Linked DNA regions of Zea mays: region 1 is linked to region 2. The links are chromatin contacts, called in public Hi-C maps. All regions are on one chromosome and are shown on one strand. The core of a region is the stretch at or near the end of the contact, and the rest is flanking DNA. Distances in the headings are between cores, read along the strand shown.

Region 1 (5,653 bases), core at 1,207-3,706, 210 kb before region 2:
GACATGTGGCAACAACATCGTAGCCATAGTGCACTCAATTGTCGTTTCTAATAACAGAGCTAACCTGTCAGTATGTTAGTGCAATTTCAATCCAAACCATTGGACCATAAATCCTACAGTTACCATGTAGGCCACCAGGATCATATGTGGACAAGGCTAAGAGAAGTCCAGTTAGAAGAAAACAGGCTGCTACAGACATCTGTGGTTGTGAGATGCAACAAAGTATAGAATTTTGTCGGCTAATCAGTGGAGTGGGTCTCACACTCCATATTTTGATAAACAAAAACTTAGCCAAACATACTGGTTCTTAGACAGCCCATTTGCCCCCCACCCCCCAGCACTAAGTACCAATAAGAAGTGATTCCTCGCCGAGCAAATAGCTAATATAAATAGCAAGAAAAGCATACGCTAGGTAAAATATAACTAGCTGCAGTTTTCTACGACAGGAAGGATATGTATGATGACATGTGGCAACAACATCGTAGCCATAGTGCACTCAATTGTCGTTTCTAATAACAGAGCTAACCTGTCAGTATGTTAGTGCAATTTCAATCCAAACCATTGGACCATAAATCCTACAGTTACCATGTAGGCCTCCAGGATCATATGTGGACAAGGCTAAGAGAAGTCCAGTTAGAAGAAAACAGGCTGCTACAGACACAAAGTATAGAATTTTGTCGGCTAATCAGTGGAGTGGGTCTCACACTCCATATTTTGATATACAAAAACTTAGCCAAACATACTGGTTCTTAGACAGTCACCCCCCCCAACTAACATACTGATTTTGTCCCTACTTCCTTTTCACTGGTATTTCCAAGAATTATTTCCACATACAAGCAAATGATGGGTGGTTTATCTAATGATACCACAGTATTGTAGCTATATGAAAGACCAGTGCTGTTTGGTTCAAAAAATGTAACGCAAATGGTAATGGTTTACGATCGATTACTAGTGGTAACAAATTTGAATAGGCTGGTATCAATTTTTAGTATGGTATCTGATTACGGTTGGACTAAAACAAACATGATTTAACGTTATCAGTTACCCATTGCGTTACAAACATGTGAACCAAACGGTACCTATTTAGTAGCACTGGATTTCACAAACAGCGTGTGTATTCTGCATTCCTCACACGATGTATGAACGAAGCTAGAACAGCATACACTCACAAAAAAGGGGGCTTTAAATCCATCAGGCCTTACTCCAAATGAATTTGCAGTCATGCCTAGAGTTTAAGTTTCTTCCACATAGCGAGGAAGGATTTAGTGGATGGAACATGGCTAGGAAGCCCAGCTAAAGTGTTAAACAAATGGTGATAGCAATTAATTAAAAAGAAATAAAGGGGGCAGTTAGGACACCCAAGCTACAACCCAAAAGTCTCAAAATCACATATTTATGGTTTCTTTTCTTCTGGTGATAAGCACGCACAAAGCAAGCGACTGATTACTTATTAAAGTCATCTGCAAGATAAACAAACTCATATAGGACCACATGACCAAACGAGGACCATAAACCGTCGAAAAGAAATCAGCATGGGCAAAGGCAGGTGGAAGCCAGCACCCACTTGAGAATGCAACAAAAAAAACATAGCACCGATGATACACGATGGCTGTCAATTCAGCAGACACTGAAGCAAGTAACAGGCCAGGTCTAGCAAATGATGACGTATCTCGGGAAGCAGCAGGGAAAAAAAGGCAAAGCGGGAAGAACTGCAAAATTCCGAGCAAAAATTAACACGAATCAAGAAGCAAGTGCGCCTCAAAGTTACAATCTAGGTGGTCGAACTTTAAATCAAAACTATGGTAAGCCGAATTCTGGTTCAACAAACAAGACATGTTAAATCCTACAAGAAAACAAGGCTCAAATCTGAAACCAATACTATAATGCACCCAAAATAAGCAAGCACGGTTAATGAAAATAAGGAAATGTTGCCCCACCCACCCCCCTGCAACAACTAAGCCTACGCAAAGAACTAAATCGAAACCGAACTAAACCCCAGCACATCAACTTCGCATCTTCCGGCTGTCCAATCCAAGCTACCCTGCGCGCCATCTCCCTTCCCTGCCCTCCCGAAGAACAGAAATCAACCGTAGCAGCGAAGAAAGCAAGGGAGAGTAGGGTGCTGCCCGAACCTTGCCGCCGAAGGAGATGCGCTCGACGTCCACCGACACAACAGAGCCGCCAGAGTCGCCCATATCCGCCGCCGCCGCCGCCGAGCGCACGGGCCTTGCTGTCAAGCAGGCGTGGCCTCTACTCTCGCTCCCTCTCCCTATCCTGCCGCCTCCGGTTTCACCTACTACCACCCCTTCTTCCTGTCTCCAAGATGCTCCGGCCGCCGCTTGCTTGCTTTCCCACCTTCGCATCTTGGAGTTTTTGGCCTTCGCTTATAAACCGAGCGTCTTCAGCAGCGCAGCGCTACCTGCGTTTTAGCCCTGACAAGTTTCCGATTATTACGATCCAGTCCAGCTAACGGGGGAAGCTGAAACCGACAGGCCAAGCGTCCTCGTATATCTACCGCCGGTCAAGAGCACATTTTCCGCTGTACACTTTGACCGTTGAGGCTCTGAGTATGCTGTAAATAAATATCATATATACATTTTTCCGGACTCGGCTTTTAGCATATTTGTTTTAAAGGTATATTTTGATTTGCATGTATTGTTTGGAGACATGTAATTATTTGCCTATATTAAAAGACATATAACATTTTCCTAATTTATTATTTTTAAAATAACTATCTACTAACTATAATAGATATGGTCACTGGCAGTATAAAATATATAATCATAATTAAATGTGTTTTCTTTTTTCCCTTTTGTGATATCCATCACCATGGGCAAAGTTAACACTATCACAATTACTTATATCATGTTTCTAAATTTACAAATTTTCTATGTAAACCTATTCTCCTCCCACATGTAGGAACAGAGACAGGACTGAAATGCATTCGCTCGCCAGTTTTACAACCAAATCCAGTTTTATAGCCAAATCGAGGTTGGCGCCACTATTTCGCGCCCTAGTTCTCTCGGCACCCCAAGACGAGGAATGTGTCTTTGTTGCTCCCATCGTGCTGCAACATGTGTTGTCGTCTTGTCCGACACCTTTGGTGGATGTAGCAGGGAAAAGCCTTCCCCATGGGCAAACTAGGAGACGCTGAGCTAGTGGCCCTGCACAAACCAAGAGAGCGTGAAGTTGGTGGCCCTAAGCCCTGTCGGCGACAAGCTCAGGGCGACGCCCTACAGGTTCGCCACTCTACTACTCCTTGCAAACTGCTACTTTGTGTTGGTATATGAGGTGAAATATGCATGCGGAGACGATTCAGGGCAGGGACCTTTGGAGACGATTCAGGACAGGGCAATTTTTGTGGTTAGGTTCTGATTGATTCGGAGGTCCTATGCGATCTTTTGTTTTTGGGGAAATTAGGGATATTGATGTGAAAATTAGTCTTCTTTTGGTTTATGTCTTGTATTAATTCTTTATAATTTGTTTTGGTGGCAGCAATATATTCAGCAGTAAGTTCTCATAATTCATGCAATTATGTATATAAGTAAGCTCAGGTCATAGGCGCTTGATTCTTTTGCATGTTATTTCAGTAATGGAAGGAGATGGTGCCTATTTCACCAATTTTAACATTTTTAGTGGTTTGACGATTATCACAACTCAATTCATAATGGACTTTCCAAACATTATAGCTTATGTAATTACTCTAGAATGCTCAAGTTTTCAATAAACATAAACAAAAATATATTAATTTGATACAAAAAAAATATTTACATTTTTCTAGGCATGGAAATTATGGGAAGAGTGAAATGCGACAACATTGGTGGACTCATTTGTTGCTGAAAGTTGTTCACTCCATGAAGACTTTGTAAAGGTTAGTATTGAACTTTACAAACGTAAGAGTATGCATCCTTTCTGTATAGAAACACATATGGCCATTTAATAAAAAATAGTGTTATATAAATAAAGTAACTAACTACATAACAACAAAGTATTCTTATCCTTAACAGTTTACGGACCAAACGAAGACCACCAGTAAGCTTAAAGGAAAGACTATTATGGCCTTAATCGGGTCTCCTTCAAAAAGGTTATACTGCTAAATATATACCTTCTATTTAGTATAGTCATTCCCTTAAATATGCTTTCTCCTATTAGTTACTCCAAATATCCATTTTTCCTACCAGCAATGTAAGAAGTGCAAAATGAGCTTTTATAGCTGGATGTCTAGGAAAATGACCTTCTATTTAGTTTAGTTTATTTAGAACTAGATGTTGGATCCATATTGTATTGTCTGTCTATGAATTTCCTCTTGTTGTCTAGGAAAATTAAAGCTACATTTTATTGGAACTAAATAAGTTTTTTTTGGACTTTATGGTGTTGAGGTGCTCATTGATTTCTTTTCAAATGACTCTACTACTATTCTATAATAGTTTGGTGGATGCAGGTTTTTTACATCCAGTTTCATCTTTTGGAAATCGATAATCAATGAAAGAACATATTGTTCCTACAGGTTAATCCATTCTGTCATTATAGCAACCATGATTGATACACTGACTATGATACACAATGATTATGGTACTTACTATCAAACCTTCATCATGCAAAATATGTTGCGGTTGTGTTCTACTCTATAAAGAAGAGTGCATTAGTGGTTGCACAGTATACTAATGGTTAGCTTTTATAGTTGTTAGGAATAATGCATACCCATTATGACTTTAAACATGGGTATTGTGTGAAACTCAAAGGTTTGGCTATTTTTACTTAATAGAATAGTCTACTTATAGAAAAATTTAACCCCTTATCCACCCCAAAATGGTCATAGGAAAATACATTTATTGTTGAATATGTACTACCAAGCATAAGGTAGTTTATTTTGGTTCTTTCCTATCAATTGGTAAGTGTTTATTTTCTTAGTATTGTATCTCTATTGGAAAATTCTGATTATATGTTGCATGATGAACCAATTGTATTCAACGGAGGGAACTACCAACCATGTATAGATTTAAATTTCTTTTCTGCTTTTTTAGCTGATATGCTTTTGATTATGGATTGTTGGATTTTTCAGATAATGCGAGATTGGTGAAGGTAGATTGCATATTATAATAAAAATTATGTTGTTACACCTCAAGTCATCCATTGCCATAAATTTCTCATTTCATTTAATACTATTTTTCCATTCGCGCAAAAAAGTAATAAGTGCCACTTTCTTCATATGCAAACTTCCTAGAGTAGACCTTGAAATACTTTTGTGAATTCCCTTCTGATTAGTTTGTAAAATAAATTTTACACATGAGGAATCAAGTAAACGATGAACAAATTACGTGCACGCATCTAACAATTTATTTCTATTTTCCTTTGTGATCTAGACTTGTATGCAATTCCTTAGCTATCAGTTGCCTCAGTCACTCACTCCAAACATGGAACTTACATGACTCAATTTCTAAGTTTTGACTGATTTTTCCTCTTTTTATATCTATGTAAACACATAGTGCATAGACTCGCGCGAAGCGCGAGTAATTTACTAGTGTTCTAAAGAAAGAGAGGCTTGATAATGAGGCCAATAATATTTACTTGAGGAGAATTACAGAAGAATAGAAAATAATGTTATTGGATCTCAGTTCCATGACAGAGTTGCAGGGGGAGTATTACACGATCA
Region 2 (6,088 bases), core at 282-2,781:
GCCGTGTCTCTCGTCCATTTACTTTACTGCGATTTCCATCTTCCTTGAGCATGAGCTTCACTTACATATTGCTCCTAGTTTAAAACACATCTCAAGTGAGCAATCAAGTGAATAGTCTTTCTTTCTCTCCTCTTCTCATCCAAACTCGGTTTTTAGTTTCTCTAACCAATAAATTGGACCAAGTTTGTGTTGTTTTAATCAAGTTTTGCAGGATCACCTATTCACCTCCTTTAGGTGCTCTAAAATGTCGTAACGTTTTGAATCCTATGAATTTAAAAACTATAGAGAACTACAAGATGACATGTTTGGATGAAGCATATAAAACACATGATTTTTTTGGGAGAGATTTTGACATAAGAAACTTTACCTGTTTACCATGGGGTTCAACATCAAATAGATTCTTATAGTTCCAATGAAACAAGCCATTCCATATGAATTCCGTAGGATTTATAATGACCCATTTCTTTGTTCTAATTTCTTTAATGACTTGATAGCAAATTAGCAAATAAGATTACAATCTTCTAGGTTTCCTCTACTTTCCCTTTCTTGCAAATGTGTTGAATCACTTACGTTTTATTTCTTTGGCATAAGTTGTATACCACACTTATATTGCCACACGGTGATTGGTTTCAAGGACTACAGTTTATTACATACCACATCAAATGTTTGAATGTTAAATATACGTACTAAATATAGTTTAATTGAAAAATATAGATGAAGACTAAATAATGAAACAAATTTTAAAGCCTAATTAATTTATTATTAACAAATATTTACTATAGCATCACATTAGCGAATCATGAAATAATTAGGCTCAATAGATTCGTCTTGTCGTTTAGTTTTTATCTGTATAATTAGTTTTATAATTAAATTATATTTAATACTTCTAAATAACATTTAAACATTCGATATAATAAGTGCTAAACTTTAACTGAGATAAACGAACGGTCCTTAATCAACATGTTGAAAATTAGAGATGACATGACCTAGTGATGGCTAGAGCCTGTTACATACAATAGTCGAATTCTATTAGTCGAATTCTTTCACATTCTCCGTGTAAGGCCATCATCAGCATCTTATTCATTTTTACCCCTATATTCAAACTCCACTCAACAAATAGTCCGTGTAAGGCTATCATCAGCATCTTATTCATCTTTATCCCTATATTCAAACTCCACTCAACAAATAGTATAGTGTACTATGCAAAATATTGTAAAATAGTGTTTTGAGTGACATATAAGTAGAGATGGTAATGGATCATCCATAGATCTTTCTCAAAAAGTTAGGACCCTTAAATAATGTTAGTTCAAAATAAATAGGAATATGATTTGATCCTAATTAGATTTGATTTTTAAAAAGTTTGTAATGCAAAATCTAGAGTCTATTACCACCCTATATGTAAGTGAATTGCTCCATACGGTCTAAGGAAAGTATTTTGTTCTTTCGCAATGGTCCAAACGTAAAAGCCCCACCACGTCACTTCACAAAAGAAATATGTTCACAAACACAAGCACACCAGAGTAGGGAGACGCAGGACGCACAGAGCGACAGAGGAGGGAGACCTCGCCCGGTCGCTCCACCCCTCGCCCACATCACTTCGTCTCTCTGGTCGCATCCCACCCCACACCCCTCCTCTCCCATCTCCGCTCGATCTCCCATTCTTCCTCGTCTCCGCCGCCGTCTGCCCCACCTCCAACCAACGCCCAACGATCAGTATTCCAGAAGCTTCCCCGGCAACCTTCGTCCCCGTCCCGGATCCGGGGCGCCCCTGATGCGGTGCCCGCGCGGCGCGATCGCGTGACGGACGGCCGCCATGGATCCCCCAGGCCGCGGCGACCAAGGCGAGGCGCCGCAGCCGCAGCCGCTGGAGTGGCGGTTCGCTCAGGTCTTCGGCGAACGTGCCGCGGGCGAAGACGTCCAGGAAGGTACGCACGTGCGCATGAGCTCAAGATCCGCTCGATTTGTGGAGGCTCTGGGCTTGGCTGCCCCGATGCCCCCCCCCCCCCCCCCCCCCCCCTGAAGTGGTGGGAATCAATAGGGCTAGTGTTGAGATTGGAGTTCTGCAGGATTGATGTCTTATAGGAAATGCACAGCAATGATGGCGCGACCCCGTCATGGCTTTGGATCGTGTTCGTGTAGGACTACCACGGTGCGTGTAGAATGGATTCGGAGGGTTAGTTTGATGTCCTACTGGCAGAGTGGGCCTTGTGAGAAGCGTGAAGCTCAATTTTCTGCACTCCGAGAGTTTGTTTGGCTACAAACACAATCCTTTTTAGCCTTCAGATGGCTTAACCGGGCAGATGCTAGGCTGACTGGGGTTTGAGTAACGTGGTCACAGATAGTTGTCTTTATTTTGTGTTTTAAAGAATGCAGAAAGGTGGTAAGAAGCTCTGGAGCTTGTGAACTCCTCTGGCTTCAAATTTGTGGGATATATGTTGCTTAAGGAGTTTCATTAGCATGTGGTATCATAGTGCAAACTTGAACTGAACTTAAGAGGTTGGTTGATCTCATGAAATGAAAAACTGGAAGAGTTTATAAGTGTCTATAAAAGTAATGTGTTTCTTGTCTGTTTGTGGTTCAGCATCTGCTTTTGGCTTGTTGCCTTATAGGAAACTTGCAGTCTAAAGTTCTGCAAGGATGATTTGCCATTGGCACATGGTCCTTATTCTCTTTTAATTGTTTTGGACATATGCTATCTGGATGGAGACACTATATGTGGTCCATCTGTGAAATTCCTTATATCACAGAGCCACATTGGTCCAGTTGTGTTCGTTTGATAATTTCCTTTAGAGAAAAATAGTAGCTTTCAATGTGTGGAACTGATGACTGATGTTTCTTAGTATGGAAACTTTGGTTTCAGAATAGTCTGGGAAGAGAGGTTATGTTGCAGCAGTGGATGCTTCTTAGACATCTTAGTATGGAAACTTTAGAGTTGAACATAATGCTTTGCATGACATGGAGATTTTGTTTTATACTGAGGATTTACATCATGAATTAGGCTTATTGATCATTCAATAAATAACCTTTTTTTAGTTCGGGACTTGAAGGATGTCAACTATGTACCATACACTGATATTGTCATCTAAACCTAGTTCCCTTCCACACCTGCTCTGCTCTTTAATAAGTGAGGAATTTCACTTCGTGTGAGTGTAGAATGTCGCCTTGCATGTTGATTTAACACTCTTCTTTGTTTTCAGTTGACATCATATCTGCAATTGAATTTGACAAATCTGGTGACCATCTTGCCACTGGGGATAAAGGAGGACGTGTGGTTTTATTTGAAAGGACAGATGTTCGGGATGTAAGCACCACATGTATGAACTTATCTTGGTTTTGATTTTAATATTTTTCCCTAATAAGTTGTTATACCAGCAGAATGCCAGCCAGAGAGAACTGGAGAGACAAGATGTTCCAGTTACTAGACACCCAGAGTTCCGCTACAAAACTGAATTTCAGAGTCATGAACCTGAGGTTAATAAGCAGTTTTTCTGTCATTTTCTTTAGAGGTTCCTCTATTGCCATATAGTTGTATTGATACAAGAAAGCTGAGAAGTTGGTGATGTTAATAACAACTCCAATGAAAAAATAACTTTTATTTTGCATAGGCCTTAGTACTATGTTTATGTTTCATAATTGCAGTATGCAGTTCTGATCATAAAATCAAGCATTGCTGTATGCCAGTACCATGTGCTATTCTTGTTTCCTTTCAAAAATTAATGGTAGATTGAAGTTATGTCAGGGTTCCTATTTTTTATGTAATTCTTGTAGTTTGACTACCTCAAAAGTTTGGAAATAGAGGAAAAGATCAACAGGATCAAGTGGTGCCAGACAGCCAACAATGCTCTCTCCCTTTTGTCTACAAATGATAAAACAATAAAATACTGGAAGGTATGGATGCAAGTTACTTCTAGAAGTGCTTTCCAATTTTCTAACAGCGTCAATTTTTAATCCTAATCTCGTACTTAAATCTTTAGTGTAAATCTAGCCCTGATGTAATGCAACTGCGTAAGTTGTTGAGTATTAGCACCCCAATTTTTCTCATTTTTGGTATTGTCGTGGAGGTTTATGTTGAACTAAGTCTTGGCATTTCTAGAAAATAATTATTGAAATGTATGCCAAACTGGGCTTGTTAAATACATAAATTTGATCGTGATACCAATCATATAATTTATTACTACATTTTGAATTTTGTGGACAAAAAAGTGTACAATCTGTTATTTTGTTTAAATTATATGTGGCACCACTGCATTGCATTTTTAATTGTTTCTTCTATCAATTGCAGTCTGTTTTTTTTTGCTTTGCTTACTCATTGCTTTAATTACTGTACAGGTTCAAGAGAAGAAAGTAAAACGATTTGCAGTCATGAATTTGGACAGTTCCCAAAGTGCAGGAAGTAGTACCACTGCTATTGCAAGTACCAGTAGTTCTAAGGCACCTCTTCCAAATGGTGGATGCTCTGATATGCTTGGTTGCCTGAATAATGATCTCACATTTCCTCCTGGAGGCTACCCATCACTGCGTTTGCCAGTTGTAAGCTATACTCGACAACTTATATATTATTAACTTTAGCATTTGAAATTGTACTTGTATAACTTTTAAGTGAAATTATGCAAAACTGCAGCTATTTAGTCCAACTCATTTCTCTTTCGACCATATGCAGGTTACCAGTCTAGAAGCAAACCCTGTTGCTAGATGTCGACGTGTATTTGCTCATGCTCACGATTACCATATAAATTCTATTTCAAATAATAGGTCAGTAATTTGATACATTGAATTTTCTCATTTCAAGGGGATCCATTTTGCAACTTCTCCATGGGTTCATATGCATCTCTTTGAGAGTTTGAGTGTTCCTTATGTTCGGGTTTCTTTGCTCTCGAGCAGAAAATAGGATATAAACTAATAAAGCATATATTGTTAAAGAGTCAGTAACACAGTATTTAGTATCTTATCAGCTAAGCCTTGCAGTTTGATCTTCCTTGAATTAGTTTTCTTGCTAGTATGTTTCATTGACTGAAACTTGATAATCAGTTTCAATACTTGTCTTGTTAGTATGTCAAAACTTTCGGTCTTTTCAGGTACTTGCATTCTTCATTGGTCGAAACCCTATTGTTGCTAGTGCTTGAAATCTTTAGCTATTTGCTAGTACTTGTGTTCTTTTTACCTTATACGTACTGAATTTGATCTGCGTGGGGTAAGATAGCCCCCGGACATTTTGCTAAGAAGACCTCACATAAGCCCCCCCCCCCCCCCCCCCCCCCCAAAAAAAAAAAAATCTCTGCCCACTCGTACATAGTGGCACCGTAGTCCATTGGAGAACAACCGCGACCTAGGATGAACCTTTGGCCTGTGCTTTAGTGTGGGGCAAACAAGGTGGTTTTTATAACTCGAGCCTGAAATTTGCTCCCGTAGGGAATCAAGCCAAGGACCTGAGGAGTGCTACTAGAGGCACGTAACCAACTCAGCTAGAAGCTCAATCATCTGTGCACTGAACTTAGATAGGGCAAACTGAATCTATGCCGTGCTATGCCTTTTGTAATGGGGCATCACTCACATAGTCACATGTCTACTCTTGATCAGTTTTGTTTGCTATGTAGAACTAGCATGGTTTTCTGGTGTTAATATTCCTGCAGGGTGCAGATTCCAAATACTTCTTCAATGATAACATTTGTGGGCATTGTATTGATACATATTCTTGTATTATTTGTTAATCGACAGTGATGGTGAGACATTCATATCAGCAGATGATCTCCGAATAAATTTATGGAACTTGGAAATAAACAGCCAGAGCTTTAACATTGTTGATGTGAAGCCTACAAACATGGAAGATCTAACAGGTAATTCCACTTAGTCATAATTTTTTTAACATTTATCCTAAGTGTTGCAAATTTACTTGATGAAGTTTTGCCTTCCCATTTAACAAAAAAGAGATTGCAATATTCCTGGTGTGATCGATTATGGATTTTGACAATTGGCAACATGATCGATTATGGATTTTGACAAGGATATTATCACGGTTTTGCTATCTTTAAGTCGTAGCATGTTATCTTCAGAAACAAATTTGCATGATATGGGCAGTGGAGATCAACAA

What was found. A called contact is a pair of places that touch in the nucleus more often than the background predicts.
Region 1: a contact with region 2 is called in a Hi-C map of leaf, with 4 times the contacts expected there. The contact joins the enhancer-like site here to the promoter of LOC100191991 in region 2. A contact is called at or near these places in 10 of 25 Hi-C or Micro-C datasets (ear, endosperm, leaf and 3 more) and 1 of 3 datasets of contacts at active chromatin or transcription factors (leaf).

The regions. Positions count from the first base shown.
Region 1 is chr9:74,661,449-74,667,101 of Zm-B73-REFERENCE-NAM-5.0, reverse strand. No RefSeq gene overlaps it. Among protein-coding and RNA genes, the nearest start is that of LOC103638455, 100 kb to the right of the region's middle. Within about 2 kb of position 2,456, at least 17 of the 20 cell types and tissues checked have an H3K27ac peak or open chromatin away from gene starts, as enhancers often do. A contact at or near this core is called in ear, endosperm, leaf and 2 more, where this site is marked.
Region 2 is chr9:74,449,390-74,455,477 of Zm-B73-REFERENCE-NAM-5.0, reverse strand. It overlaps LOC100191991 (serine/threonine protein phosphatase regulatory subunit Bbeta isoform), which reads left to right and starts at 1,531. Exons shown (of 14, transcript NM_001137415.1): 1 at 1,531-1,925; 2 at 3,198-3,301; 3 at 3,376-3,471; 4 at 3,769-3,888; 5 at 4,330-4,530; 6 at 4,661-4,752; 7 at 5,716-5,834. The coding sequence starts at 1,814.